Regions from separate parts of the Mus musculus genome. Here all the other regions are linked to region 1. Evidence: chromatin contacts called from public HiChIP or PLAC-seq, Micro-C and promoter capture Hi-C data. All regions are on one chromosome and are shown on one strand. Each heading gives the region's core, a stretch centred on a gene start, on an enhancer-like site or on the middle of the called end of the contact. The rest is flanking DNA. Distances are from core to core; before and after follow the strand shown.

Region 1 (4,692 bases), core at 1,478-3,977:
CTAGTGAGTGATCCACCAGACTGTACGACTGGATGTAAAGCAGATACCATTGCCGGGCAGTGGTAGCACACGCCTTTAATCCCAGCACTTGGGAGGCAGAGGCAGGCAGATTTCTGAGTTTGAGGCCAGCCTGGTCTACAGAGTAAGTTCCAGAACAGCCAGGACTACACAGAGAAACCCTGTCTCAAAAAAAACAAAAACAAAACCCAAAGAAACCAAAACAGATACTGTCTAAATCTCCTGAAATGCAGTCCTGTGACCACTGTGTAGCATAGGCAGAGGACCTAAGGAAGAATAGCCAACACACACACACAAACACATATCCCTTATTCTCTTTAACTGTCATACACTCTGTTTGAGGCCCCATCTTCCCTGTCGTCTTCCCTGTTTGAGCTCTGTCTTACCAGCATAGCCTCTTTTATTTATTTATTTTAATTTTTATTTTTTTAAGATTTATTTATTATTGTATCTAAGTACACTGTAGCTGTCTTCAGACACACCAGAAGAGGGCATCAGATCTCATTACAGATGGTTGTGAGCCACCATGTGGTTGCTGGAATTTGAACTCAGGACCTTTGGAAGAGCAGTCAGTGCTCTTAACCACTGAGCCATCTCTCCAGCCCTTATTTTTATTTTTTTTAGGATTTATTTATTATTTATATGTAAGTACACTGTAGCTGTCTTCAGACACACCAGTAGAGGGTATCAGATCCCATTACAGATGGTTGTAAGCCACCATGTGGTTGTTGGATTTGAACTCAGGACCTTCATAAGAACAGTAGTGCTCTTAACCGCTGAGCCATCTCTCCAGCCCCCGCAAATAAGCATACGGAGCACTTAACCGAACACCAGGCCTGCTCTTGTCTGTGTTTTGGAATCAAGATCAGGTTGTGGCAGAAACAAGGTGGAGTGCTTTTGCCGAGGTAAACTGTGGACCAGGCCCAGCTCCCTGTCCCACCTTGTTCTCCCCTGTCCTAGGTGACAACCAGGGCATCCCCATCCTGTCCAACATAAAGCTGAAAGAGGAGCAGCGCATAACCACGACTTCCCCCTGGATGCTCCCAGCCCCTCACGTGTGGCCTGAAGACCATGTGTTCATTTCCACACCAAACTTCAACTACACCGTCCAAGACTTTGAGCGTTTTTTCACAGATCTGCATTTTGAAGAAGGCTGGCACATGTTTCTTCAGTCTCGTGACCTACTGGAGCGCCTCCCCGCACCTGGTGTAGAAGTATATTGTCTCTACGGTGTGGGCAGACCCACACCCCACACCTACATCTATGACCACAACTTCCCCTACAAAGACCCCGTGGCTGCACTCTATGAAGATGGGGACGACACCGTAGCCACCCGCAGCACTGAGCTCTGTGGCCAGTGGCAGGGCCGCCAGTCGCAGCCCGTACATTTGCTGCCCATGAACGAGACAGATCACCTCAACATGGTCTTCAGCAATAAGACACTGGAGCATATCAATGCCATCCTACTGGGTGCCTACCGCACTCCTAAGTCGCCAGCTGCCAGCCCAAGTCCCCCACCCCCTGAATAAAGACCTAGCTGTTATAAATAAGTGCAGGGTGTTTGTTATGGGTTAAGGGGAAGGCACTACTAGGTTCCTTAGATAACCTGCATCACCTGGCTGATGCATGCTTGATCTGGGCTTAGGGGAACACGGGGTTCAGTGGGCTTTGCTAAGGCCCCAGACTGGACTGACTTTGAGATATGTAAATAGATTTTCATTGTCCTAGTTGAGCTGCTCAGGAAGCTTGCTCTGTGGCTTCCTTCTTAGGGGCCCAGGACAATATTCAGATCTGGGTATATGGCTGTTAGAATGGGGACACAGAGAAATAGGATTTGAAGTCGACTTTTGAGTTCTGGTTGGATACAGAAATTTATAATAAAGCATGGTGGTGCACGCCTTCAACTCAACACTTGGGAGGCAGAGGCAGGCAGATCTCTGTAGGCCACTCTGATACACACAGTTCCAGGACAGCCAAGACCACAGAGATTCTGTCCCCAAAACACAAACAAATAAATAGAATTTAAGATATTGGGGCTGGGGATTGTTAATGTAAGAACTTGGATTCCATGACAGCCGGAGCTATACAGAGAAAACCTGTCTCGAAAAAACAAACAAATAAATGGGGCTAGAGAGATGGCTCAGCGTCTGTTGAAAGAAGCTGTTTTTCCAGAGGACCCTGGTTCAATACCCAGCACCCACATGGCTGCTCACAAGTGTCTGTAACTCCAGTTTTAGGGGAGCTGACACCTCACACAGACATGCAGGCAAAACACCAACGCACATAAAATAAGCCATAAAAAAATTAAAAAATTAGGGCCACGTGGTGGTACACATGCCTTTAATCTTCTCATCCAGGCCAACCTTGTCTACAGAGCTTATTCCAGGGCAGACAGGGCTACACTCAACTACACTGAAAAACAGTTTTTCAAGCGCCCCCCCCCCCCAAAAAAAAAGTTTAGGATCTGAAGAAAAGACAGTTCATCTAAAGAAGATTTAATGTGAGACATTAGAGAGAGAGAGAGAGCAAGCACTCAGAAGTTAAGAGCATTTTTTTGCACTTGGAGAGGACCTGAGTTTGGTTCCCAACGCCCACGTGGTGGCACGCCCACATGGTGGCTCATGATCATCTGTAACTTCAGTTCCAGGGAATCTGATGCCCTCTTCTGACCTTGGTGGGCATGTGGCATGCACATACCACATTCACTCACACACATAACTAAGCCTGCAAGGGCTTCATTTCTACTTACTTTTAAGGGGTTATGTGTGTGAGTGTTTTACCTGAATACATGTATGTGCCTGCAGTGCTCAGGGGGTGTCAGCAGAGATGGGAATGGAGGATCTAAGGCGCACCATAGGTCTGGCAAGGAGTGTAATAGCCCCTTCCTCAAGTTATCTGGGACTAGCAGCAAAGACGAAAGTGAAAGAGAAGATGCACACAGCAGCCAACAGCCTCTGAACTAGGGTGGGGGTGAAAGCGAAAGTAGGAAGCGTCCGGAAAAACCCCACAGAAGCCAGGACAGACGCCTCTGCTCCCCCTGGCTGATCCACTCATCGAGACCCCCGCATTCTCACTTGGCCTTCCTGCGAGATGCTGAAGCAGGCAGTGGAACCCACAGGAGGCTTCTCTTTCGAGAACTGCCAGAGGTGAAAGGGGAGTGGAGTTCTAGTCACGAACTGCTGGTGCCTTGTTTTATTGGTGGAGTGGGGGAACCCTATGTTGGGTGACCAAGTAGGGGCTTAAGCCAGGAGATGAGTAGAAATGGGTTTGGGGACCGGTTCAGGGACCCTCCCTTGATGCAGAACTGAAACGCGAGTCACCCCAATGTTTCCAGGAATGCGTCCTTGGAACACGTCCTTCCGGGACTTCGGGTTCCTCATGCACGCAAGACCGGGACTACCATCGCGGGGCTTGTGTTCCGAGTAAGCGGGGTGATAAGGGCTGGAGGGCTAGAAGGGCAGCCACTGCGGAGATCAGGTGGGCATTAAGGCTGGGCTCTGCCTCTGCAGGATGGAGTCATCCTGGGAGCGGACACGCGGGCCACTAACGATTCGGTTGTGGCGGACAAAAGCTGCGAGAAGATCCACTTCATCGCCCCTAAAATCTAGTCAGTATGCCCCGGACCAGTCCCCATATTCAAACATAAGCTGCACTGTCGCTCACTCCCTACTTTGTCCCTGCACGTCCCTGTCCACATCCACCATCCCTTTGTCCCTTAGCTGCTGTGGGGCTGGAGTAGCTGCGGACACTGAGATGACTACGCGGATGGCAGCTTCCAAGATGGAACTACATGCGCTGTCCACCGGCCGTGAGCCTCGGGTGGCCACGGTCACCCGTATCCTGCGCCAGACGCTTTTCCGGTGAGCAAGTGGGGCTAAGATGACCCCTAAACGGGGTATCTGCAGGTGGGTGGAGTTGACAGGAGGCGGGACGTGGAGTGGGGGGGAGCGGGGCTGCGACCTGCAGGGAGACCGGAAGAAGACAGACCAAGCTGAGTTCCGGAAGAGGCAGCGTCAATTGCAGGACGCCAGGCCAAAGGAAGGGGTGGGACTCAGACCAAAAGGCAGTGTAATGGGCGGGGCCTGTCTGCTAACATTAACCCTGCCTGCTCCTCCACAGGTACCAAGGCCACGTGGGGGCATCACTGGTCGTGGGCGGGGTTGATTTGAACGGACCTCAGCTCTACGAGGTGCACCCACATGGTTCCTACAGCCGTCTGCCCTTTACTGCCCTTGGTGAGCTCTTCCACCCTTTAAATCACACGAATCCTGCTCCTGCAACCCCACCTTCAAGGTTTGTACCTCCGCAGCTAACAACTGACTTCGGATGCCCCTTCCCACCTGCAGGCTCTGGTCAGGGTGCAGCCGTGGCACTGTTGGAAGACCGGTTCCAGCCAAACATGACGGTGAGCGACTTCTTCATGCTCACTGGCGGGGAGTGCTGAAAAACCCTAGCCAAGTATAGAAATAAGAAAGGCTTGTAGGTGTGAAGGGGACAACTGAGTAGGGACTGAGTAAAGTTGAAGATGGGAGGGCCAGTCAGGAACCAAGCTTAGACCACAGAGAGAAGCAGAAGCTCACAACGGATCATTACTGAAGGAAGAGGTAAATGATGTTTGAGATTGGACTTGGGAGTGGGATAGAAGTAAGTGACTATGTGCTTCAGAGATAACTA
Region 2 (4,692 bases), core at 907-3,406, 470 kb after region 1:
TCTCTCCCAAGGAGATGGAGTTCTACATGAGGACCTTCAGCCATGTGCGTCCAGAGCCCTCTGGCCAGGCTAGGACAGCAGCATTAAATGCCAAGTAAGTGTCACCTGGCTGTTCCCATCGGAGGTGGGAGAAAGGGTAGGCCAGGGTCAAAACATGGGTCTGGGACCAGCTCAGCACAGTCTTGGATGGATTAGTCTCTGTCCTGCTAGGAAGGGAACCTCTAGCAGGAGGGACTCCGGGGCAGCATCTAGAGTTTGCTCTCTGGCTTTTACCTCAGTCCTTCCCAGTTTCTTGCCACCCAAGGCCAAGTGGAACCACCACTACCCTCCTCCTCAGACACACTGGCTCTGCCTCCACGGATCCAACCCCAGGTAGGAGGGACTGGGTTTGGACCTCTGCCCAAGAAGAGGGACATGGAAAAGAAGCCTGCACTCTGATGAGCGCCTCTGCTGCTTTCGGCAAAGTGGGGTCTGGAGAAGCAGCCCACACTTCCCTCTGTCTTTACAGAAAAAGAGGAAGCGGCGAGTGTATAGATTGCCCAGGTCTGGGGTCTTGGACCGAGAGCTCCCACTGCCCAGGTTACGGGGTGAGCGCCGCTCTCTGCTTGGATCCTATTGGATTAGTTCGTGGGAGGGAAAGGTTTTAAAGCCCTAGCTGCAGCCCTTATCTCAATCTAAGTCCCCCTCTGTGCGCAGAGACTGGGACTCCTAGCCGCCGCTCCAGCTCTTCATCTGATTCCACCAGTGCCAGCCCAGTGCATGCTGGTGGCTCTGCAGGCGCCTACTACTCGGCATCAGCTGAGTCCATGGAAGAGATTCCAGTGGCCCAGACGCGCCTGGGCAGTGCCGCACTGGGTGCCCCAGGAGCCAGGGGTCGAGAGTCTGGGCTGGCTCTACAGGCACGTTCGCCTGCTGTTTTTGTGAGCCCGAGCAGTGGCGAGCCCGGAACACCTGGAGGCGGCGACGGCCTGCCTTAGCCCACTAAGGCTAAGGACTAGAGGCAGGAGGGCCTTGACTCTATGCAACACCCCACATTCGCGTAACGAGTGCACTTTAGGGACCTCAAGGTCGACAGGATCGGCCTTCCTTACCCAAGACTCAGCAATATCCGCTCCACCAGCCCTGATGCCCCAATAAACTTTTTTTTTTTTTTAATGCTTTTGCGGACTTAATGCTTATTTTCATAGTGGAAAAATCCATGGATCTCACAGAAGCAGGACCACCATTGCTAGCTTGGGGCAGAGAAAGAGGGGCGGGTTAGGAAAGGTCTCTGGACAGGGTTTTTCTTTTAAGTGTTGGGAATCAAAAACATGGGGTCTTGTTCAAGAACTACCACTCTCCTCTGTCCCTTCTCCCATTTCCCAGGGTAGCCTCGAAAATTTGAATCTACTGCTTCAGTCTCCCGAATCCCCAGATTGCAGGCTTGTGCTACCACACCCACCCAGCAAGGTTTATTAATTAATTAATTAATCAATTAATATTTAGTATTTTTATTTAGTTTTTTATTTAGTATTTGCAGTTGGAAACTGAAGAGGAAGCAGGCTAGGGAGGCGCATTGGAACAAGAAGCTGTGAGGCGGGGAGACGAGAATGGGAGGAGGCAGCCATTCTCCGAAATTTAGGAATTGCTGCCACAAAAGTACCCAGCATTTGGGGGGGTGGGGTGGGTAAGAATGCGTGATCCACTGATTGTCTCAGTCTTCTAGTGCTTCAGAATGTGGCCTGCTGAGAACCTAGGAATGAGTGAATGCCACAGGGTTAGCGGCAGCTGTGGTCTTGGAGCCAGCTGTAGATCCTTGTCAATGAGGGGCGGGATCCCCTTCTTCAGTTCAGCTCCTAGACAATCTCAGGTGGATTCTTTCAGCAGTCCCTTGAGGGTTGGGGACAATGGAATTTGGGGGGGGGCTGTTTTCCCATTGGCCATGGGAGTTCCTATCTTAGGACATCCAGGACTGCAGAGGGCAGCTCTGACCGCTTGAGGACCGCGGTTGAAGGGGAGGAGCAGGATAAGGCTGTCGCTGCAATTCTGCGGGCCCAGCGCCCACAGAGCACATAGGGCGGGGTCTGGTGGGAGGAGCTAGCGTGACCTTGGTCACTCTCCCGCCGAGACAGCCTAGGGGGTGGGACTCACTGTCTCTATGGTGACCGAGAAACAGGGGATAATACTACGGAGCCGCCCGGGCTGCAGTCCCGCCCGGGAGCCGGCAGGGAGCGGAGCTGTGGAGCCTCCTGGTCTCCAGCATCAGTTCCTGGGTCCTGTCCGAAGGCACGCTCAGGAGCAGCCAAGCGGTAGAAGCCGGTAGGAGACTGAACATCGACCACCCTAATTCGTATCCCCCAAAAGGAGGGGTGGGTGGGAGCAGCCTGAACCAACCTCAGATGGTACTGAGCTGAGCCTATCAGCTGAACACCCCGGCCCTGGCCCCAAGGGTTCCACACACACTCCTGCCCCCACCTTCTTGCCAGGCTGATTGATGACTGCAGCTGTCCCAGCAGGAGCTGACGAGCGGATTCAGTTCAGAGGCATGAACACTGTGCCCAGGGTCTGAGGACCCCAGAGCAGCTGCTGTGATTCTGTTCCACATCAACAGCCCCCAAATTCATCTTCCCATAGACAGGAGTGAGCAGTAGCCTCAGGATCCTCCCATTTCCTTGAGAAGAGCATCATGTAGCACCCCAAACTCCCCTGGACACATTTACCTGTGGTGTTCAAGTACAGGGCTTTGGGTCCCCGGGCGGGTTGACATCTTTGGGAGAGGCAAAGGGTGTGGCGGACCCCATTTACAGACCCACAGAGGTCCCTGCAGAGTGCAATCTCTGGGTTTCTGAGTCTTAAAAATTGCAACTTATGGATGAGTAGGTGTGGTCACCAGAAAAGGCCTTTCAGTGTGGACCAACTAGTAATGGAAGAAGAGGAAGTTGTTCGGGGGCCAGGTTGTGGTCATTGGACACTTTTTTTTTTTTCCCCTAAGAGGCAAGGTAAAGATGGTGGCTGAGAACAGGAGGCTGCAGTGGGTGTGGTGATGGTGGTATGTCTTAACATGATGCCTGGCGATGCCAGTGCTGGTTAGACTCTGAGGGGCTTTAGGTCAGGTCTGTGTCAATAGCTTTAGCATATGAGTAAAGAGAGAGTGCTGAGGGTGTGGTCAGGGAACTCTGCGCGTGTGTGGTGGTGGGTGTTCAATGCTTTGCATGGAAGTATGGAAGTGTTACTGCATAGACTGGGAGATTTCAAGGCAGGGCTGTGTCAGAAGCTGTAGCTATATGGATGAACGGGAATGCTCCAAGGGTATGGCCAGGGGGCCTTTGTAAGGGTGCAGAGTCCAGCTAGTGACTGTGGTTGGGGTCTTCAGGATGTGAGTTAAAAGGATGCAAAATGGATGCAGTGTACACAGGGTTTGATTTGGAGAGGGACTTTCAGGGTGGGGCTGAGGGTGTGGTCAGAGATCTGCAATGGAGCTCTGAGGAGGGTGTGGTCAGGGGTCTGTAGTAGGACATGCACTTGACTGCAGGGCTGTGGGCATGCTGGGGAGGAGTTTCATTGCAGGGGTCTTAATGTCTGTGTGGGGATGGAAAAGGAAAAAGGGTCAAATTCAAGGCTTTGGGTGTGGGTGGAGGAAGCCTCGGTGCAAGGCTGTGGGTATGGTTAGTGGGTACGAGGCAGAGGGTGTGGAGGGCCAGGGCTCAGTGCATCTGAGCTATGGGAACGTGGACAGGCGTGGTCACGCTCAGTGAAAAGAAGACCTTAGTGGAGGGCTGAAGTGTAGACAACGGGATTGTGCCTCAGTGAAGGATTGAGGCACCAAGATCATGGCCCCATGGAAGAATTTAGGGGCTACTGTCCAAGTCTCTACCCAGGTTTCTTCGTTTCCCACTCTTAAGCTCCACAGACTGGAAGCTACAGCTTCAATCAGTGGCAAGGGGCCAGGAAGCCACGGTTGTGCCCTAGGCTTAGGGAGTGCTGGTATGCCCCACCCTTGGGCCCCTGATCCCCAGCCCAGCCCAGCCCAGCCCAGCAGCACTGGGAGCTTCTCCCTCAAGCCGCCCTGACACCATCCTACCCTTAGCAACTGTCTCCAAGCAGCACCACCCTCCCTTAGCAACTGTCTCCAGGCTCCACAAACTGTGGCCAGGCCAGACCCAAGTTCCTGCTCCCCTCCTGTTTTTGTTTAACAGCAAATAGTAACAAGGCCAGGGCTGGGCCAGCTGCGCCCCTGCCTAGGGCAGGCACTGCTGCCCTTGCTCTTGCTCCATTGTCAGGCCGAGGCTGGGCCTCCCTAGGTCTCCATGACCTTTACAGAGACACTGCCCTCACTACATACCTGCCCATACACCACCCTTGTCTGGCGTTGACCCAGATTGACAGGAGTTTTCAGGGAGGCTTTTCTGCCACCACCCCCACTTCCACCCAACCAGGCTTTGTGCCAGGGACAGACAAAGCCATGGCCCTAGCTGCTATCATCACAGTCTTTCAGGACAGTGCCCTTCTGTTCCCAGGGCCGTGTGGGCATCATGACTTCATCTTCTGAGCCCTCTTGACATCCAGGGCTGGCACCGAGCGACAGCACCTTTCTGCCCATAGCTCTTCCTCAGCTCTGGGCATAGACAGACACAAGGTGCTAACCCTTAGGCATCCCAGTCCTGACTGAGGGACTGATGTGCTGCCAACTCATACCTCACAGGTTTTTTTTTT
Region 3 (4,692 bases), core at 893-3,392, 440 kb after region 1:
TGCCTTCCAGTGCTAGGAGTAATATGAGTGCTGCCAGGCTAAGGGGAGAGAGAGAGAGAGAGAGGTTCTGTCCCCTAGAAGTTCCAGAAGGGGCCCCCAGAGTTCTAACTAGAAAATCTCTGTAGCCTGGGGCAGTAGCAGAGAGGAATCCTGACAGGAGAGTGTGGTGTGTGTGTGTGTGTGTGTGTGTGTGTGTGTGTGTGTGTGTGTGTGTTTCTAAGTCCTTTGGAGTAATCTGGGACGAGAGAGTCTAGTGGAGGAGACCTATATTGAATTTGAAGATGGGAGCTTCTAAAAGGAATTATGCTTGATTTAAGGGCAATAAAGAATTTAGATCTTTTGGGGCTGGAGCAATGGCTCAGTGGTCAGCAGCCTGTATTTCTTTTGTAGAGGACTTGTGTTTGGCTCCCAGCACCCAGCACAATCACCTGTAATTCCAGCTCCAACAGGCCCTGACATCTTTGGCTCCATGGAGTACAGACACAAACACATATAATAAATAGTAATAATAATAATTGTCTTTTTCCAGACAGAATCTAACTACATAGCCCTGAGTGGCTTGAAACTCACTATATAGACCAGGTTGGACTTAAACTCACAGAGATCCTCTTGCTTCTGCCTCCAGAGTGCTGGGATCAAAGGCATGAGCTGTCATTCCTGGCCCCCAAACAAGTCTTTTTATTTTAATTTTTTAAAATGTGCATTGGTGGGCTGGTGAGATGGCTCAGTGGGTAAGAGCACCCGACTGCTCTTCCGAAGGTCAGGAGTTCAAATCCCAGCAACCACATGGTGGCTCACAACCATCTGTAACAAGATCTGACTCCCTCTTCTGGAGTGTCTGAAGACAGCTACAGTGTACTTACATATAATAAATAAATAAATCTTTAAAAAAAAAATGTGCATTGGTGTTTTGCCTGCATGTGTGTCTGTGTGAGAGTGTCAGATCTTGGAGTTACAGACAGTTGTGAGCTGTCATACATGTGCTAGGGTTTGAACCTGGGTCCTTTGGAAGAGTGCTTAGTGCTCTTAACTGCTGAGCCATCTCTCTGACTCCCCCTGACCCACAAATAAATCTTTTTCTAAAGGTTTGTTTATTTATTTTATATATATGAGTGATATATATATATCACTAGGAGAGGGAATCACATCCCATTATAAATGGTTATGAACACCCCACCCCACCCCCTATGCAGTTGCTGGGAATTGAACTCAGGACCTCTGGAGGAACAGCCATTACTCTTAACCTATGATCCATCTCTTCAGCTCCCCTCAAATAAATCTTTTCTTAAAAAAAGCATGTGGTGGCACATGCTTCAATTCTAACACTCTGGAGCCTGAGGCAGGCAGATCTGTGAGTTTGAGGCCAGCCTGGTTTACATAGTGAGTTTCAGGTCAGCCAGGGCTACTACTCTGTCTCAATCCCCATCACACCCCTAAACAAAAACAATAAAACCCCCCAAAACAAAAAACAAAACATTTGAAGAAAAAAATTAGACATTTTGTGTTATCAATACTAAATTCTTATACTTCACACCTTACATTGTAGTTGCTCACATTTTCAGTTGGGTAAGGCATTTGTTTAGGTCTGTCTCCTTCAACCTGTTATTTCCTTCAAGGGCAGGAATCCCTGAGTGCTCCTCATGATGTGCCTGGCACTTAACACATACTTTGAGAGTGCAGCAGCCATATCTTTACTAGAATTCCAGCAAATTTGGGAGGCAAAGGTGGGAGAATCGCAAATTTGAGGCCAGCATGTGACCCTGTTTCTAATACACACATGCACACGTGCGCGCACATGTACACACACTCACACACAATTTAAAATAAAAGAAAATGAGCAAAAACCCTAGATTAGTTGGGGTCTTCCCAAGAGTGATTTAGAGGAGAAACTAGATACATGACACGTTTTGAGGAGAGTAGGATTCTTGGAAGACAAATTGTAGATGGGAGGTGGAAGAGAGTGTATTTTCCCTGTGAAAGGTTATGGGGGAAAATGAGAGTGGGCATGCTTTAGAGTCAGGGGGCACTTGGCAAACTCCGCCCAGAGCCACGATGCTCCTGCGAAGTGACGCAGCGCGGTTTGGCCGCTGTGGGGCGCCGTAGTTCGCGCTGTTGCCAGGGGAACGGGCCCCGCGCCGGGCAAGGCCCAGCCTGCCTTGGCCTGGCACGGCTGCACTGCCAGCGGGTCCTTGCTAAGGCGGAAGGACTCTGAGGCCCAACCTCCGTCCGGGATGGAGCCGCGCTCCGGGACGCGTCTCCTCCGTGTCCGGGGGACCGACTTTGCCCGGACGGTCTGAAGTGCGGCCGCCCTGGGGAGGGTGGACGGGCAGGGCGGGGCCGAGCCGCTGGCTGACCTTGGCAGGCCGCATCTGGCGCGGCTGCCACCACGCGCAGGTGAGGAGCGGCTGCAGCGTTTCTCACCTCCGAGCTTGGCCTGAGCCACCGGCCCGCGCTGCGCCGGTGCCTGGCGGGACTCTGGGCCTGTCTCGGCCTGCTGCTGGGTTTCGCCGACCCAGTGGAGCGCGGGACTTCCTTTTATCATTAATCAGGGCCATAGATCCGCACTGAGCGCCCACCGATCGCCAGGCAATGTGCCATGCGTCGGGCCTCCGAGCCTTCAGCCTTCGCAACCCACAGAGAATTAAGTGATGGGTTGGGGAAACAGGCGCCAGACACGTGACTAGAGTAATTTCAGGTCTCATTAAGGGTTCGGGTGGGCCCTAAAGGTGATGCTTAAACACGGAGGCTGGGAAGGAGCCGGAATTGCGACTAGGGGAAGGGTGTTTCTGAAAGAGGGAAAAGCGAACAAAAAAGTCCAGGTAGCAGAGCATTAGTATAGTATGGGACGGAAATGCTAGGGTAGTTCCTAAAGTGAGGGTTTTCAACTTTTATCCCAGAACGTGAAGGGAGTCCCTGAAGCGTTTAATGAGTTTCAAATTTTCAAAAGGGCTTTATCCTCTCTGTCTGCTGAGCAGAAATCATTTGAAGATTACCATAGTGCAGCGAGTGTAGCCGAGCCTCCTGGAACCCACAAATCTCTCCCGGTCCTCATCTGTGCATACGGAGTGTTGTTGTCATGTTCTCGTGTCACGTGTCATGAGACAAAGTAACAGGGGATCGTGGAGGTGGGGTGGATGGGGGAGGCCACATATGAGACCAAGGACTAGAGATCTGTGGGAACAGTTTGAAATCATAGGGCTACCTCAGAGTATTGAATTAAGTGAATTTCTGTGTAAGCGCTTCAAGCAGCGCCTGGCGTAGAATAAGTGCCTTCTAAGTGGCAGCAACGGCTGTTATTATGGAAACAGCATAAGGGCTCAGTGATCTTAGGGTAGCAGAGCTGGTAAGAAGTGGGTGGCTTCACTTCCTTTACCAAGGGCGAGCTAGGTTAGATGAGGGTGGTCACTCCTTTTGTGGAGCTGATGTTTTGGTTGTGGGAGACCAGCTGTATACAGATAATCACCAGGAGATGTAATAAAAGCAGCTGTGGTGTTTAATTAGCCTAGATTTTTCTCCCCCTATTGTTTTTCTTACTTTGTTCTGTCACCCTTTGTTCTTAATGACTTTTCTTGGTGGGTGTTCCCCGAGGCTGGCTCCTACAATCACCAGTTGATTTCCTGGTTAGAAGTCAGCAACCCTTGCCTCCTTCCCTTGATTTGGTTTCTGGTCCCTGCTGCCCTCTGTTACTCTTCCTGGACTTGTATCCCAGTGTTTGTGGTGGCTGCTGCGGAGGAGAACAATATGGAAATGTTTGCGCAGCATGTCAACTCAGGAACCATTTCAAGTTTCTCTTGCCATAGCAACTGACTTCAGCATATTGTTTATGAGAGAGAGAGAGTAAAGGCCCAGCCGCATTATCTGAGACCAAAGACCAGAGAGGCCTTTGAGAACAGCTTTAAGCTCTAGCTTATTTTCTGGAAGTGATGTGATATGTATCCCTCAGTTGAACCGTAGCTACTTAGACTGTTTAAGAACACAGATTTTCCTGGCACCTGTGGGGAGTTTTAATAAACACTGTACTTGCCCTAGAAGTCTTTTATAAGTGACTCTCTGCACTTAAACCAATGTGCTCTGCAAAGCGTTTTCTCCCCGGCTCCCCTGTATGCGGTCTAAACGGAGGCACAGTAGATCTCAGTGAGAATTATTTTAGAAGCAGGTCCTGGGGAAAGACTGAAAACGTGATTTAGAATTACTCAGGGGAATCTTAGGAGAGGAAGGCCAGCTGCTCAGGAGTGTACCCCTCCTGTAGAGTGCACCTCGGCCTTGTTCTGGGCTCACAGGGTACCACCCGTTCTTGGTCAAGGGCTAGACAAGTGTCCTGCCCAGCAGCTCTGTTTCATGCCCAGTGTCTGTTTCCAACTTTGACCAGACCCCTAAGAGTGCCAGGAAGTTCTGTGGCCTTTCCTCCAAGTACTGAATGGCTCAGAACTGCCTTCAAGGCTAAGAAAGCCCTTCAACAAGCACTCTTGTCAAATGGTTGTTAGGCAGGAATTCCTGGTTTTTCCAGCCAGGTATAAACCTCTAGCTCACACAGGTTCATTTGGTTCACATGGCAGCACAGTGGAGCAAGGAGGGCTAGAGGTGATATCCTTCAACGGTTTATTTGGTATGTCTGTCTCTCTCTGTCTCTCTGTCTCTCTGTCTCTCTGTCTCTCTCTCTCTGTCTGTCTGTCTCTGTGTGTGTGTGTGTGT
Region 4 (4,692 bases), core at 1,098-3,597, 390 kb after region 1:
TGGGGATTAGGGGTAACCAAGTGGGTTTTCAGGACAGATGGAAACTATGAGGCTAGCCTAAAGCTGGTGCAAGCTTATAAGCTGAATAGCTGTGCCAGGTGGGTATTAGGCTGTGGTCTTCCCAGGTACCTTCAGAGAGCTCTCTGCTGGACCTGGATCAGTGGCATTTGACACTCAACTCAAGGATGACAGAGGCTACCCTGTGGAAGAGGAGGACAGAGGCTCTTGGTTTCTAGGGTGGGGGTGTCTCTTCCTGTTCAGTCTTCCTAGCCTGGCCTGAGGAAACTTCCAATTCAGGGCTTTTTAGTAAGGTCTCCTATGGACTTCCCTGGAGCATTTTCAGGGATGATAGGAAGGTAACTGTTAAGTCAGAGAGTCGTCGAGTCGAGGGCTAAAGCAGTGTAAGGGCTGAGAGTCCGAGACCATGGGCTTTTGGGAGAAACAGAGCTGTAGCTCCAGGGCCACAGAGCCTGGAAGAAAGGTGTTAGTGACATATTGGAGTTGGGTGACTTCACTCTGAGCTTGGAAACTGAGGAGTAGAATAGGATGCCTTTCCGGCACTGGGAGTTGGAGGTCATGTCTCAGAACATCTGAGACAGGAACGTAGGAAGCATAGGTGGTTTAGGGTGGTTCTGGAGGTGGGCTGGGGAGGAGCAAGCCCAGAGTAGACACTGAATTAATCTGTCTCCTCTGAGCTAGGGTTTAACCTCACACTAAAGCAAGACTTTCCTGATCGCAGCAGCATCTTCTTCAATTTGAGAATCAGCCTCTGAGGAAGTCTTTTACTGTCAGACATCCCAACTGTCCAGACACTTGGCACTGGGCCACTGATAGAATTTGGGGTAGACAGCTGGGCTTGTGGGTAGACCAGTGTTGTCCCCAGAGTCTACTGTAACTAGAACACAGCTCATACCTCAAACCAGTCATGCCTGGTCCTCTCAAGGACTGTCACTGATGCTGTTAGGCTGCTGAGCCCAGGTCCCATAGCAAACCTAGCCCCTGTTGTCCTCGGGTGCCCTTGAGGGGCTGGGCTAGGGCCGGGTGGCTAAGTCTCCCACTAGGCATCTATAAGTTCCAGGCCTCTCCTAATGCTTGGATTCTATTCCCAGTCACATCCCCTCCTCCACAACCTTCAGAAATAGCAGGAAGCTGAGGAGAGAGAATTCTAACCCAGCTTGTCCTAGCCCTGGCCAGGCCTGTCTGAAGGGCTTAGGGTTGCCAGCCACTGTTTCTGGGCGCCAGGTTTCTCCAACAGGGTCAGAACTGGTTTAGAAGCCCTGTGTGGTCCCCTCGTGGGCGAGCTAAGGAATCAGCCTGTCTCCCTCCCTCCAGTTGCCTTGGCTGGCAGGCTGTCCCTTTTCCCTTGGTCACAGGGAAATGTGGGTCTTAGCCAGAGAAAGTGGTCTGGAACTGGCCCTTTGACATTGTCTCTGGGGGCTTTTAAAAATGAGTTTCCTGGTAAGGCAGACTCTTCCAGCCTTGGGCAGGATTCTCAGTAGAGTCTCCCGGGTTTGCTCTGATCTGACAAACTCCAGCAGAAACCACCCAGCCGCCTGCATTCCAGCAGTGCTCAGAGCCGTGGCTTCTCCCGATGCAGTGTCAGCAGAATGCAGCAATGGAAGCACAGGGGTGTCTGCTCTGAAGCTTGTGTGAAGTCCCAGGGGTGGGGCTGTACAAAGGAGCATTCTAGCTTTGTTCTGCTCAACCCCAAGCATATTTTCCTACCTTCTTTAGTAATGGTTGATGTCAAAAGTGATGCTAGTGGGATTTGTCACTGAGTCATGAGAGTGTGGGCCTATGCCTACTATTGACAAGTGGGCAGTGAGTGTCCAGGTGGTCTGCAAGCCAGTGGTCAACTCTTCTGGCTTTAAAGGCTGTTTGGACAGCTGGTTCTATACCTAAAAGGTCTGCTCTACCAATGTGTTCAAGGAGGCTCAGAGAACAAAAGACAGCCGAGGTGGGGACTGACAGAGTCCCACCAGGCCTGCCTGATATCCTAGCCTCTCTATACTCTTGACTGTGAGACTCTGGACAAGGTTCTGGCTTTTAATTGATAAGCCTTTGAAATTGACATGTCTGAGAGGTCCAGCACAAAGATTGCTCCTGGCATGGGAAGGAGACCATTGCATAGCCTGTGTATGTCCAGGCCTTCTGAGGTGAAAACTCTCACTGGAGTACCAGGTATTTGATGAAGACTATCTGGTTGTTAAAGAGAAAGTATTTGGCAGTTGGGGAAGTTGCTGAGCTAGTCTTCTGAGAGAGAAGTTTTGTGATGTAAGGCAAAGTCTGGGATAGAGGAAGTGTCATGCTGTTGGAGAGCTTATCTTCAGGATCCCCAGTGGGAGTTGATAGCTTGCCTCGGGAATCTTCCCAGAGCATGTGCCAGGGCTTAGAAGGACAGAGTGTGCAGGGGCCTGGATCCTCAATGCTTTAGGAATGAAGGATCAGGGGATCCAGTAGGGTAGTGGGCTTGCTACCCTGGGAACTGATGGGGCCAGTGACAGGAGGCACTCCAGTCAGAGGACTGAGTTTTACTCTGGAGCCTTCCTGTGCCTGTCTTGATCTCTAGGGAGCTGAAGAGGAAGTCTTTTGACCTGAAGAGAATTTTAGGCTGACTGCTATGACTGCATGGATAAACAGACAGTTTGGCCTAGCTGCTGTCAGCTCTAGAACTTCTTGTAGTAAACGTTTGAGAACTTGGTGGCCCTGGACCAAAACCCCTTGTTCATGTTGGTCCCTCAGGCTCCGGTAGCAACATGTTTGCTGGTAGATACAAATATATAAATCAGGACACGACTATGACATGGTAAATGAAGTCTGCTTCATTTCAGTACTTATTAGGTGGGATAGCTCATATTTTTAACCATTTGTTTCATACCCACAAAAACCATTTCAGAGGCATTAATAATCTTTCTTTTTCCTTTTTTCTTTTTGAAAGTCAAGTGAAGCCAAAGTTTATTTAAGAGGACAATTTTATAAGAGTTTCAAAGAAAAACCCCAGGGCAAGCAAGTTGTAAATCTCAGTAGCTGCCTGGAGGAGGAGAATGGAAAAGGAAAAACAGCCATGCAGTTTGAGTTAAACCATTGTGGAGGTCAGCCATTTGGCAGCATACAGAGCTCCATGGTGGGAAATGGGGCATTAGAGGAGTGAAGCCCAGTATGTTAAGAAAAATATGCTTAAATAAGGGAGGAGAAAAGAAGAAAGTTATGCTTCTCAAAGTAATTCAGAAAAGCTGGCAGACTTATGAAGCAGCATGGCTGTAAGGAACTACTAGACAAGTGTTCTAAGATAAAGTATTGTCCTGTCTGTACCCCACCCCCTAGTTCTGTTTTTCTTTTCTTTATCAAGACAGGGTCTTATAGCCTAAGATGGCCTTGAGCAACTGAACTACTTCTGCCTCCAAATGCTAGTATTATAGGTATGTGTCATCACACCTGGGTTTGTACAGTGTTAGGAAATGAACCCAGGACTTCGTATATGCTAGGTAAGCTTTCCGCCAGCTGACCTAAAACCTCTCTTCCATGTTTCTTTTACAAAGATTGTGCACTTGTCTAGTCTCAAGGTTATTACAATGTGGAGGTAGAAATGCAGGCAATAGACTGTTATAGACTGTTATAGCAATAGCCATCAATATAATTAGATTTTTTTTCCTTGAAAAACCCATCTGAATTACTACAATAATCCAAGTATTTCTGAGTTGAATACCTCCTGTTACCCATGCCTTACTCTCAAAGTAGCCAGATTGTGAGAATAAGAAAGAACAGAACCCCTTATCAGAGTCATTGCAGATGCCTGGGTTAGAGACATTGGAAGATGTGCACATATCACTAAAAGCCAGATGGCTTCTTTTAACTTGCTTTGCCTTCTCTTTTTTATCATCTTTAGGATGGCCATGGGAGAAAAGTAGATGAAAGTGGCCAAGTTGGCACGAACACATTGGATCCTCCTCAAGCTAAGGTGCACCCTATTAGTGCCTAGGAGCCACAGATGATATAAATTCTGTTTATCACCAGCCCCCACCCCCCAAGGCATATAGGTGGAAACCCCAAGGCATATAGGTGGAAAGTATCTATTCCAGCACGTTTATACACGTTCCCCACATTCAGCAACATGTGCTAATCCATCTCCTTTTACATACTTGACTGCAAGTTGAGCATTCTTTATTATGGTGGTTGTTCATTTGTTTGGGTTGAGACAGGGTCTAGTTATGTTGCTCTGGCTGGCCTGAAACTGCCTATGTAGAACTGGCTGGCTTGAACCCACAGACATCCTCCTGCTTCTGCCTTCTGAGTACTGGGATTGAAGTTGTATGCCTCAATGCCACACACTGCTGAGGCATTCTTCATGTGATAGAGTATGAGGGGCATCAGAGAGGTGCCTGAAGTCTATGGACGAGTTATCTGTTGTACCTTTCATTCTCTCTGAGCAGATCCAGCTGGTGTCACCCTCTGGGCCTCAAGAACACCTGGGGCATCCTTCATCTCCTTCCTACCTACCTGTCACTGGCTTTAGTATTTCCTTTGAGACCATAGTGGCCCTCATATAATAACGCAGGAGTAATTTTCCAGCCATCATCACTTATCTTCTCCTGTTTTTTTTTCTTTTTATTCTATAGTAATTTTTAGAGCACAAATAATTCTTTGTGTGTGTGTGTGTGTGTGTGTGTGTGTGTGTGTGGTGTGTGTGTGTGT
Region 5 (4,692 bases), core at 598-3,097, 400 kb before region 1:
GGAATAGTAGTCTTTCCAGTTACTTCCTTTCCCAGTGTGAATCAACTATGCACATGAAGGCATTCTTTCCAGAATGGTTGTGTTTTCATACACCCTAAACTTCTAGGACGATGACAAACAAACTATGGATGGAATTAATGAGACATCTAGTCAGTATCAGAATCTTTCCTGGGGATTCAGGAGGAAAAAATGCTACCTAGCAAGGCAGGAAATCACTGTGGAGTCCTATGATGCTGAGCAGAAGGTTTAAAGGCCAGCCAGCATCTTATTTCATGACTGACAGGTGAGAGAAGATCTTCCCAGAAAGGGAGTGGGAGGCAGGCATTTAGACATAGAAAGTAGGGCCAACAGCTAAAATAGAGGAACTGGTGACATTTAGTGGGGGAATTGACAGGAATAGCAGGCACAAATATATTTCTCTAGAACCACAGTAGTAGAAAGACCCTGGGACATTCAGACAAAATCCCAACCAATCCTAAAAGTATGAATGGCATTTAAACTTTTTTTTTTCAACCAGTAGCATCCTTCTAGTGAACATCTTTAGGAGTGGGAAACACCTTAGAAAATAAACATTTTTTGAAGGTGTATGCTGAAATCAGATAAACCGCTGTTCATTTTCAATAACTATAGGTAAATCTCAGCATTTGTTGAGTGCCTCCTGTATGTCAGAGGTTGTAGACACGGAACTATAAATATGAATAATACAGGACTTGCCTCTGCTTTATAAGTTTAGTTTCATGAGGAAGCTGGGTGTGTAAACATGCAAATCAAATAGGGGAAGTAGAGGCTGACAGACACAGAAGATGTGCAACACTCGGCAGAACATCAAGGAAGTCGTCACACATCAAGGCAACATTTAAACTGGGGCTTAAAGGATGTTGAGGAGTTGGAGGACGGCATGATGGAGGGGATCAGAGGAAGAGAGAAAAATCAGTACTCAAGGCTTGCCAGTTTCCAAAGTTCAGAACGATGCAAACGAGAGTGGAGTCCAATTCTCAAGGGACTTTCCAGCTTTGCTGTGAAAAGTGGATTTGATCCCAGAGGCCCGAGGAAGCCTGTGAAAGGTTTTAGGCAGAAGCAGCTCACTCTACCAGAAAGTACTGAAGGAGAGACTGCAAAAATGTGGGGACAAGAAGGAAAGGTCCTAGTGGCGCAAGGAATGTGGCCAGAAGAAAAAAAACAAAAAAAAAAAAACAAAAAAACAAAACAAAACAAAAAAAACAAACAAACCTTCAGTGTCAGAATTAAGGAAAAAATATAAAAGTTCAGATTGAGGTGTGAAGGTCTCCTCCAGTATCCTTTATCTCTGGTGGGGAGGAACCAAAGCGTCTCGCTCTCGATTGGCTCCACCGAGTGTTGCAGCGAGGCCGTCTCGTTACCTTTCTTCCTAGACAGGGAAACTGAGGCCCAGGGTCCTCAAGTAGAAACAGAGAGAAAAAGATAACCGAATCCGTCTTCCAAGACGCTAACCACAGATCACATGTGGTCTTGCAAGGGTCCCAAGGCCTGCCCCACTTCCCCATCCCCCATTCCCCAAGGGGCTGAGTTTGCTATGGAAACAGTCCTCCCACCCTCCTCCGCGCCTAGGGCTCCTCAATGCACTCTGGGAAATGTAGTCCATTTGTTTACAAGCCCGCGGCACGAGCCCACTCCACAGCCCTAAGAGACTACATGTTCCAGCAGGCAGAGCAAACACTTGGGCGGTCTCTGGGGGCGAGGTCCCAACGGAGGGACCGGAACCTCCCAATAGGCAACCTCCTGGGCGGATCCTGCGTCTCCATTGGCCAGAGCAGCTCGCGGGAGGCGGGGTCAGCGGAATGAGGCGCGGAGCTGTTCGCCGCTCCAGGTGCTGAGTCCGAGGGAGGCTCCGGATGCCAGAGCCGCGGTCGCTGTAACCATCGCCGCCGCGAGAGCCGTCTCTAGGAAGCCCCGGTCGCGAGGAGCTGGGAGGCGCCGCGTGCGCTGCCCCGCACCGAGCGCCCTCCTGTGCGCCACCTGAGGTGGGTGCTAAGGACTTGCTTTTGTTTTATTGAGGAGAGGGGGGCCTGGGGAGTTGATGGGACGTGTCCTCGCCGCACTTAACACCATCTGTCCGTGGAGCTGGAGGGACTGACTGCGGGCCTCTTCGTGGCCCAGGGCCTGAGGTCGGAGCAACCTCGGCTGGGTTTTGTCGTATGGTGAAAGAGCTTCTTGAGTGTAAGGGATGAAGGGCTGGAAGACCCTCTCTGGTCTCTCGTAGGAGAGCGTGAAAAAGGCTTGGAGTCTCCCTTTTCCTGCGCCTAAAGTCAAGGCTGCTTGGGTTGTTGAGGATGGAGGGACTGTTCTGGGATGAGAGGTTTGGAGATAGAGGGACCCTTCCTTACAACACCCCAGCTCGAGGCTGCAAACAGGCTGCAAACAGGGATTGGGATGTGACTGATGAGACACCTCCCCTCCTCTTAGACTCTCCTAGGTTTCGAGTTGTTAGGGAGACCCTTCCCTTTGCCCTCCTTTACATCCAGGCTCTCCCCTTATGACTTGCTCACAGTTGGGTTCTTTGTGGGATATTTGTTTTTGGGAATGGAGAAAGTGAAGGGCTGCAGGACTCCTCCCCACCCTGCTCCAAGCACTGATGGATGCTTGGGTCTTCTGTGATGGAGCCGCACCTAAGGTCTGAATAGCCTGGGTGTGGGAGGTGGGTAGAAGTGAGAGTCTGAGGTACCCCTCCCTACCTGGATCTTATTTCCCAGGCCCTCTCCACCTAGATCCAGGTCCCAGGCAGTAGAGAGTGGAGATCATCTCTCTTGCTCCGCCACACCCCGGGAATTAGAGCTCCAGCACCACGGCTAAGAGTCTAGATGGGCACCTGAGGGAAAGGACCCAGTGGTCTCCCTCTCCAGCAACCCGCAGCTCCTCCGCGTTCGCGGATCCTGGAGGGATGCTCCGCTGCATGCCGAGCGCGCTCCAGATCTGGACGCCGAGATCTGGTACCCTGCGAGCAGGGGTTGCTCTCAGGTGCCCGGCTTTCGCGCTCTGCCCAGGCATCCACGGGAGGACAAAGCGGCGGTGGCGGCACTGGCAGGCGTGCAGGGCTGGACTGCGCGAGGGGCGCGGCTGAGGAAGGGGGGCTTCGGGCGCGGCACGGGTAGCTTCCACGGAAACGTGCTAGGAGAAGAGAGAGCGAGAGAGACAAAGCGCGCTCGCTCCTCGCGGGCCCGCGCGAGCCGGGATGGAAAATCCCGAGGGAGGAGGTGGCTGTGCTGTGCTGGGTCCTGTGCCATACACTCTTCTCTGTCCCCACCTTCCAACCCCACTGCCAGTCCTGCCCCAAGAATGCGATGGGATTGATGGTTACTAGAGGCAGGACTTGTGACCACGAGGACAGGGATGACCAGGGACTCTACCTTGCAGTTGAGGGGATCTGAAGAAGCATGCTGACTAAACCCATTCAACCTCATGCCCTATCAGCTATATTAGGACAAATTTGGTTTTGTGGCTAGATGTGATTTTTATTGATAGTGGTGTGTGGGGCAGAGCGTGAGTGAAAATGTGACTGGATGAATGTGTCTGTCCATGCTCCAGTATTCACGCGTGTGCCTTGCTGTGGTGAGGCTATGCATATGGCTGGGGGAGGGGTGGGAAGAAGGAGGAGGAAGAGGAACCAAGCTTAGATGTAGAAGGTAGCAAGACAGTTATCCTTTTAACTCTCAAGTCACAGTTGCTGACCTAAGGTTCAACTTCAGGATGAAGGCAGCTTTAAACTGCCTCGGGTCCAACCTGAAGGACTGGCTATATTCCAGTCAGTGAAACTTCACAAGAATGTGACACCCTCTTTAGCCCTTTGGGCACCCAAATCTGACCCTGAAATCTTTATCAGTCCTCATTCCCTGGAGCACCTTATCATGCTGTAGGGGGCTGCCCTAATGACCAAAACCTACCTTATCACAACCACTGGCTGCCAAGGAAGATTTGGGAAGTCTGTCAATAGAGGCTGGAAGGGGTATATGAGCAGAGCTGGTAGAGCTACAGGGATATTACCAGTAATTGGTCACAAATGGAGACTCAGAAACACCAGGTACAAGCCAGTAATGGTGGCCACAAGCCTATAATCCCGCACTTGAAAGGTTGAGGCAGGAGGATTGCCACGAGTTAGAGGTCAGCCTGAACTATATAATGAGACTCTGTCTTAATATTCCTAGAAGATGAATGCAGCCCTCTCAGCCTTATTAGTCCCAGCCACTGACCTAAGTTTCCCTACCACCATCGCTTTTACCACAAAGTTTTTTCAGGTCGCTTCAAGATTATCTCCTTCACATAAATTAAGGGGATAGATTATGGACTGTGAAAGAACCAGGCAGTGGAAACTCCAGTCAGCCAAGCCTACCTGATCCTTTTCCCTAAAGTGTCCACTGCCAGCATCCACAGTGACCTCTGCTGGAAGGAAGTCAAGCCAAAGCACAAATTGACAACCACTACTCCCCTGTAGGCTCGGAGCTGCTGTGGACATTGTTGAACCACACACCTTTCTGTTGGGGCGAATTTCCTGTCTACCTTTGGAGTAGGTGTCCTTGTTTTGTGTTTGGTTGCTTGTCTCATAGTGCTGAGGATGGAAAACAGGACTGGGATGCCTATTAAGGAAGCACTTTCCCACTGAGACACCTTCCTTCTGCAAGATGCCGCTCTTGTCTAGGCTTCTTTCAAACGGCACCGAGA
Region 6 (4,692 bases), core at 688-3,187, 290 kb after region 1:
TTGTGTGTGTGTGTGTGTCTTGCACTCAGGAGCCATAGGAAATCAGAAGAGAGCATCAGATTCCCTGACACAGTATTTACAGACAGTTATGTTCCACCTAGTAGGTGCTAGGAACTGAAGCTAGGTCCTCTGCAAGAGCAGTTAAGTACTCATTTTTGGTTTTGTTTTCCTCTGTATCCCTGGCTATCCTGGAACTCACTCTGTAGATCAGGCTGGCCTCGAACTCAGATCCACTGGTCAAGTGAATCCCCTCCCCAGCGCTGGGACTTTGTGTGCCACCTTGTCCTGTCAGTTCAGTATTCTTGATTGCTGAGCAGTAGGTAGTTCCCCCCAAGGGTAAGAATAAACAGAATTAGTCATTAAGAACCAAAACCTTGGTGCTAGTGAGATGGCTTTGCTTTAGTCGGCAGACATGACAACCTGAATCCAACACTCTGGATTCCCTAGGTAGAGACAACCAATACCTGCAAGTTATCTGCTAACATACCCATGCCACTGTAAATGTGCTCATGAGTGCACAAACACACAAACCAAGAATAACAAAACACACACCAGAATTCCAATTCTTGTTTTTTCTACCAATAAGCAAGGAGATCTACAGTATATTATCTTCTTTGCCTCAGTTTCTCTTTCTGTAAAAAAATAATGGTACCTACTCCACAGATTTCTTTAAAGATAAGAGAACTACTGTATGGCGGCAGGCTTCTGGGACCTTAAAGGCCACCATCCAAGATGACAAAGAGCGTTTTAGGCATTTAGGTGAACTGTAGCACTAACATGCCTTTTTTGTTTGTTTGTTTTGAGACAAGTTTTCTCTGTGTAACCCTGGCTGTCCTGAAACTTGTTTTGTAGACCCTGCCTCTGCCTCCCAAATACTAAGAACAAATATGGGCATCACTACCCTCTGTTTGTGCATGCCTTAATTGCCTAAAATTCTAATAAAAAATCTTAAAAGTCCCCCCTGAAAATGTCTTTTTGGATAAATTCCTAAGTTTCTATAAGAATTGGTGACTGATTAAATACCAAAGGGGAGATTAAGACTTCTTTAAAGAGCCAGGCGTGGTGGTGCACGCCTTTAATCCCAGCTCTTGGGAGGCAGAGGCAGGCGGATCTCTGATTTCGATAGAGACCAGCTTGGTCTACAAAGTGAGTTCCAGGACAGCCAAGGCTACACAGAGAAGCCCTGTCTTGAAAAAGAGAGAAAAAAAGAATTCTTTAAAGAAACATGACTGCTGCACATTTGTGGCACACGTATATACATATACTCAGGTATACATACTTATCAGAATATACATATGTTTTAGTTTTGTAAGAAATCAAATTGGGAGGTAGAGTTGGGAGCCAAGTACTTTTGATGTCCCGGGTTTGGTCTCTAGTATTGCAAAAACAAAATAACAAGTAAAACAGGTAGGGAAATAGCTAAGTAAAACATTGGTCACACATGTGAGGACCCAGAGTCTAATTCACAGAACCTATGTAAAAAAGCTGGCCACCCAGCAAATCAAACCAGCACCATCAAATTTGCAATCACATGCCCAGGTATTAATTTTTGACTACATAAATCTTAGTAGTGTAGCATGTAAGATAATGTAGTTAAATGTATTCAATTGTTCCTAGGAAACTATCAAAACAAATACTTCATATTCATCACTGCAGCATTTAGTCATTGGGAGAAAAGTTATATTTTCAACAATCTGTTACTGATAAGATAAAACTGGGTTTGGCTAGATATAGTGGCATATTCCTTTAATCCCAGCACTCAGGCGACAAGAGGCACACGATCAATATACATAGAGATGCTGAGGAGAGCAAAAACCTGGGTTTCATGGTACATGCCTGTAACTGCACATGAAAGGCAGAAAGAGAGGACTGCTGAGAATGCTGAGGTCATCCTGATCTACATAGTGTTCCAGAGCAGCCAGGGATATGTGAGTGCTCGCCTCACAACAGGAAGTAAGGCCTGTGAGGTGGTGGGGCGAGCACTCAGGAGACAAGGGCAGCAGGATCTGGAGCCAGGGCCATCACTGGCCACAAAGCTGGAAGCCAATCTAAGCTGTATGAAACCCTAGCTCAAAAGTCCTATATGTACCATATATTGTAACGTCTGCTTCACAGCTTATATGAGAAATTCATTCTTATTATAAATTTACACTGTAAACAACAATAACAACAAAAGTCCTTCATGAACTGGGAATATAAGGTGCCCAGTGACAAAGTGCCTGCCTAGCATGGAGAGAATGATTAACAAGACAGTCTTAATTATTTGTTACAGAAAACAGATAGAATGTTAAACAAAAAGTTGTGACTTTGTTTGTAAAACAGACTCCAGTTGACTGACCAACTTATGATCCTGCCTTAGCCTCTCAAGTAGCTCAGATTATAAACCTATGGTAGCAAGCCAGGCATAATATATACACTATGCAAACAAACAAAAGTCAATTGGGATCTAGCTCAGTGGTAGAGTGCTTGCCTAGCAAGTGCAAGGCCCTGGGATTGGTCCTCAGCTCTGAAAAAAATAAAAGTAGGTAGCCTCAGCTGGGGATATCCTATATATATCAAGCCAACTGGAGCTGCCCACTTAAGACCCTGTCTCAAGAAGACAAAGGAGCCCTCAAGTAGTTCAATCAGTAGAGAGGACTTGGTTTGATAGATACTAAACACTGGGTTTGAATCTCAGAACCATATAAACCATGCAAAGTGCCTCCAACCTCAGCACTCAGAAGATAGAGGCAGAAAGACTGGAGCTCAAGGCCAGCCTGAGGCTACAAGAAACCAAGGAAAGAAAACAGGAAAGTAATAAAAGGAGGGAACAGTAGCACCAAGTTTTTACTGGCTTAAAACAAATTTTTTTTTGAGCCAGGCGTGGCGCACACCTTTAGTCCCAGCACTCGGGAGGCAGAGGCAGGCAGATTTCTGAGTTCGAGGCTAGCCTGGTCTACAAAGTGAGTTCCAGGACAGCCAGGGCTATACAGAGAAACCCTGTCTCGAAAAACCAAAAAAAAAAAAAAAAAAAAAAAAAAAAAATTTTTTTTAAAGCAACAATTATGAAAGTCTAACATGAAGGTCACTGAACAAAGGTCAATATGAACCATGAGATATCAACATAAGGCAGAAAACGAGGCAGATACTTTGATTTGCAACTTACTACGTAAATCAGGCTAGTCTTGAAACTTTTAAGTCTTTCCTGCCTCTTGCCTCTGAGCAGCTCGTGTAACTCAATTTACTTTGCAGATCTTTTGTTTTGTTTTTCAAGACAGCATCTCTCTGTGTATCTTTGGCTGTCCTAAAACTCACCCTGTACACCAGGCTGACCTCAAATTCAGAGATCCACCTGCCTCTGCCTATCCCAGCTTCCAGGTATTTTTCTAAAAAAGACTTTAAGTGCTCTGTGTCGTCACCTTGGCTGTCCTGGAACTCCATCTGTATACCAGGCTGGTCTTTTGCCTCTACACCTGGCAATTTTTCTCTTCTTTCTTTTGCTTTTTCTTCCCTCCTTTCTTTTTTTTAAAGAGATATTTCATTATGGCCAAGCTGCTTGTGAATCTTCTACCTCAGCCTCCAAAGAGTGTTAAGATTACAAGTGTGTGCTATCACACAAGCTTAAAATTACATGTATTTTTTTTATTTAAAAAAAAAAAAAAAAAAAAAAAAAGAACGCTACCTGGGTTAGAATTCTAAGTGTGTGGGCTGGTGAGATGGCTCAGTGGGTAAGAGCACCTGACTGCTCTTCCAAAGGTCCGAAGTTCAAATCCCAGCAACCACATGATGGCTCACAACCATCCATAATGAGATCTGACTCCCTCTTCTGGAGTGTCTGAAGACAGCTACAGTGTATTTACATATAATAAAAATAAATAAATCCTAAAAAAAAAAAAAAAGGAGATAGCTTACTGTTTTAAAAAAAAAAGAATTCTAAGTGTGTGATATCATGCCAGCTTGCAGATAAATAGATAGATGTGTTTAAAAAAAAAAAAAAAAAAAGGGGGGGGGGGCTAGCACAAGCCTTTAATCTCAGCACTCAGGAGGCAGGGGAAAGAAAAGAATGAGTTCAAGGCTAGCCTGGCCTACAAATCAAGTTCTTGAACAACCAAGACCACAAACTCTTGTCTTGGGAGGGAGCCAATCTGGTCACACAGTGATTTTGATGCCAGACTAGACTATGTTAGACTCTGTCTCAAGAAACTGCAAGAGGTGTTATGAGAGATGGCTGAGTGGTTAAGAGCTTGGACTGCTTTTGCAGAGGACCCAAGTTTAATTCTCAGCACTCAAAGCAGTGCATACAACATCCTTTAACTCTAGCTCCAGAGGAATCCAGGTCCAACAGTTCTGACCTCCAAATGTACGTACACTCATGAGCACATACTAACCTAACCCCCCAATCACTTAATCAAAAAAGATACCTGATGCTTTAAAAACAATTAGTAGCTCCTTAGCAAGTTAAAAGAAGTCGGACAAAGGTTGCAAGTAAAGCAGAGAGCACAAGCCTTAGAGGCATCAACCAATTGGTAACACTGCTCATTCCCAAACAAGCTTTCTACACACCACTTAGTTATTAGCTTCCTCATCTGACAGCGAGACAGGCAAAGGAAAAAATAGCAGCTAAATAATAGGATGAGTGCTGTGAAGAGAGGGTAACATGGGCTGGAGAGATGGCTCAGCCATTAAAGGCTAAGCTCATGACCAAAAACATAA

Evidence for each region. Promoter capture Hi-C pulls out the DNA fragments that hold promoters and counts their contacts. Hi-C and Micro-C count contacts between places; a contact is called where the count stands out from the background. HiChIP or PLAC-seq counts read pairs in DNA pulled down with a chosen protein or histone mark.
Region 2: a Micro-C map of embryonic stem cells shows a contact between it and region 1, with 1.9 times the contacts expected there. The contact joins the promoter of Tppp3 here to the promoter of Psmb10 in region 1. A contact is called at or near these places in 2 of 39 promoter capture datasets (cranial neural crest and embryonic stem cells), 1 of 484 Hi-C or Micro-C datasets (embryonic stem cells) and 1 of 115 datasets of contacts at active chromatin or transcription factors (large pre-B cells).
Region 3: a contact with region 1 is called in an H3K27ac HiChIP or PLAC-seq map of embryonic stem cells, with 2.3 times the contacts expected there. The contact joins the promoter of Zdhhc1 here to the promoter of Psmb10 in region 1. A contact is called at or near these places in 5 of 39 promoter capture datasets (cranial neural crest, embryonic stem cells, hematopoietic stem and progenitor cells and 2 more), 1 of 484 Hi-C or Micro-C datasets (embryonic stem cells) and 2 of 115 datasets of contacts at active chromatin or transcription factors (embryonic stem cells and large pre-B cells).
Region 4: a contact with region 1 is called in an H3K4me3 HiChIP or PLAC-seq map of pro-B cells, with 4 times the contacts expected there. The contact joins the enhancer-like site here to the promoter of Psmb10 in region 1. A contact is called at or near these places in 12 of 39 promoter capture datasets (the C10 cell line, cranial neural crest, embryonic stem cells and 7 more), 1 of 115 datasets of contacts at active chromatin or transcription factors (pro-B cells) and 3 of 9 other capture datasets (adipose tissue, liver and pancreatic islet).
Region 5: a promoter capture Hi-C map of embryonic stem cells shows a contact between it and region 1, with 2.9 times the contacts expected there. The contact joins the promoter of Smpd3 here to the promoter of Psmb10 in region 1. A contact is called at or near these places in 6 of 39 promoter capture datasets (cranial neural crest, embryonic stem cells, frontonasal cranial neural crest and 3 more) and 1 of 484 Hi-C or Micro-C datasets (embryonic stem cells).
Region 6: a contact with region 1 is called in a promoter capture Hi-C map of the HPC-7 cell line. The contact joins the enhancer-like site here to the promoter of Psmb10 in region 1. A contact is called at or near these places in 14 of 39 promoter capture datasets (the C10 cell line, the HPC-7 cell line, HPC-7-derived erythroid cells and 11 more), 1 of 484 Hi-C or Micro-C datasets (bone marrow-derived macrophages), 5 of 115 datasets of contacts at active chromatin or transcription factors (the SCID.adh cell line, astrocytes, bone marrow-derived macrophages and 2 more) and 5 of 9 other capture datasets (adipose tissue, embryonic stem cells, liver and 2 more).

Annotation. Positions count from the first base shown.
Region 1 is chr8:105,936,427-105,941,118 of GRCm38.p6, reverse strand. It overlaps Psmb10 (proteasome (prosome, macropain) subunit, beta type 10), which reads left to right and starts at 2,727. Exons shown (of 8, transcript NM_013640.3): 1 at 2,727-3,164; 2 at 3,353-3,440; 3 at 3,528-3,625; 4 at 3,738-3,878; 5 at 4,138-4,253; 6 at 4,365-4,423. The coding sequence starts at 3,109. Lcat (lecithin cholesterol acyltransferase) reads left to right here. Exons shown (of 6, transcript NM_008490.2): 6 at 979-1,568. The coding sequence ends at 1,547.
Region 2 is chr8:105,468,886-105,473,577 of GRCm38.p6, reverse strand. It overlaps Tppp3 (tubulin polymerization-promoting protein family member 3), which reads left to right and starts at 2,156. Exons shown (of 4, transcript NM_026481.3): 1 at 2,156-2,298. Zdhhc1 (zinc finger, DHHC domain containing 1) reads left to right here. Exons shown (of 14, transcript NM_175160.5): 11 at 12-94; 12 at 279-372; 13 at 509-587; 14 at 697-1,155. The coding sequence ends at 977.
Region 3 is chr8:105,494,512-105,499,203 of GRCm38.p6, reverse strand. It overlaps Zdhhc1 (zinc finger, DHHC domain containing 1), which reads left to right and starts at 2,142. Exons shown (of 14, transcript NM_175160.5): 1 at 2,142-2,394.
Region 4 is chr8:105,541,621-105,546,312 of GRCm38.p6, reverse strand. The region is part of intron 1 of Atp6v0d1 (ATPase, H+ transporting, lysosomal V0 subunit D1); the gene reads left to right. Among named protein-coding and RNA genes, the nearest start is that of Atp6v0d1, 22 kb to the left of the region's middle. Within about 2 kb of position 2,347, at least 69 of the 459 cell types and tissues checked have an H3K27ac peak or open chromatin away from gene starts, as enhancers often do. A contact at or near this core is called in adipose tissue, liver, pre-B cells and 1 more, where this site is marked.
Region 5 is chr8:106,335,120-106,339,811 of GRCm38.p6, reverse strand. Smpd3 (sphingomyelin phosphodiesterase 3, neutral) reads left to right here and starts at 1,847. Exons shown (of 9, transcript NM_021491.4): 1 at 1,847-2,000. It overlaps 4930506A18Rik (RIKEN cDNA 4930506A18 gene), which reads right to left. Exons shown (of 3, transcript NR_126091.1): 3 at 4,058-4,692.
Region 6 is chr8:105,648,591-105,653,282 of GRCm38.p6, reverse strand. All of the region lies in intron 2 of Ctcf (CCCTC-binding factor), which reads right to left. Among named protein-coding and RNA genes, the nearest start is that of Gm5914, 13 kb to the right of the region's middle. Within about 2 kb of position 1,937, at least 11 of the 459 cell types and tissues checked have an H3K27ac peak or open chromatin away from gene starts, as enhancers often do. A contact at or near this core is called in the HPC-7 cell line, bone marrow-derived macrophages and pancreatic islet, where this site is marked.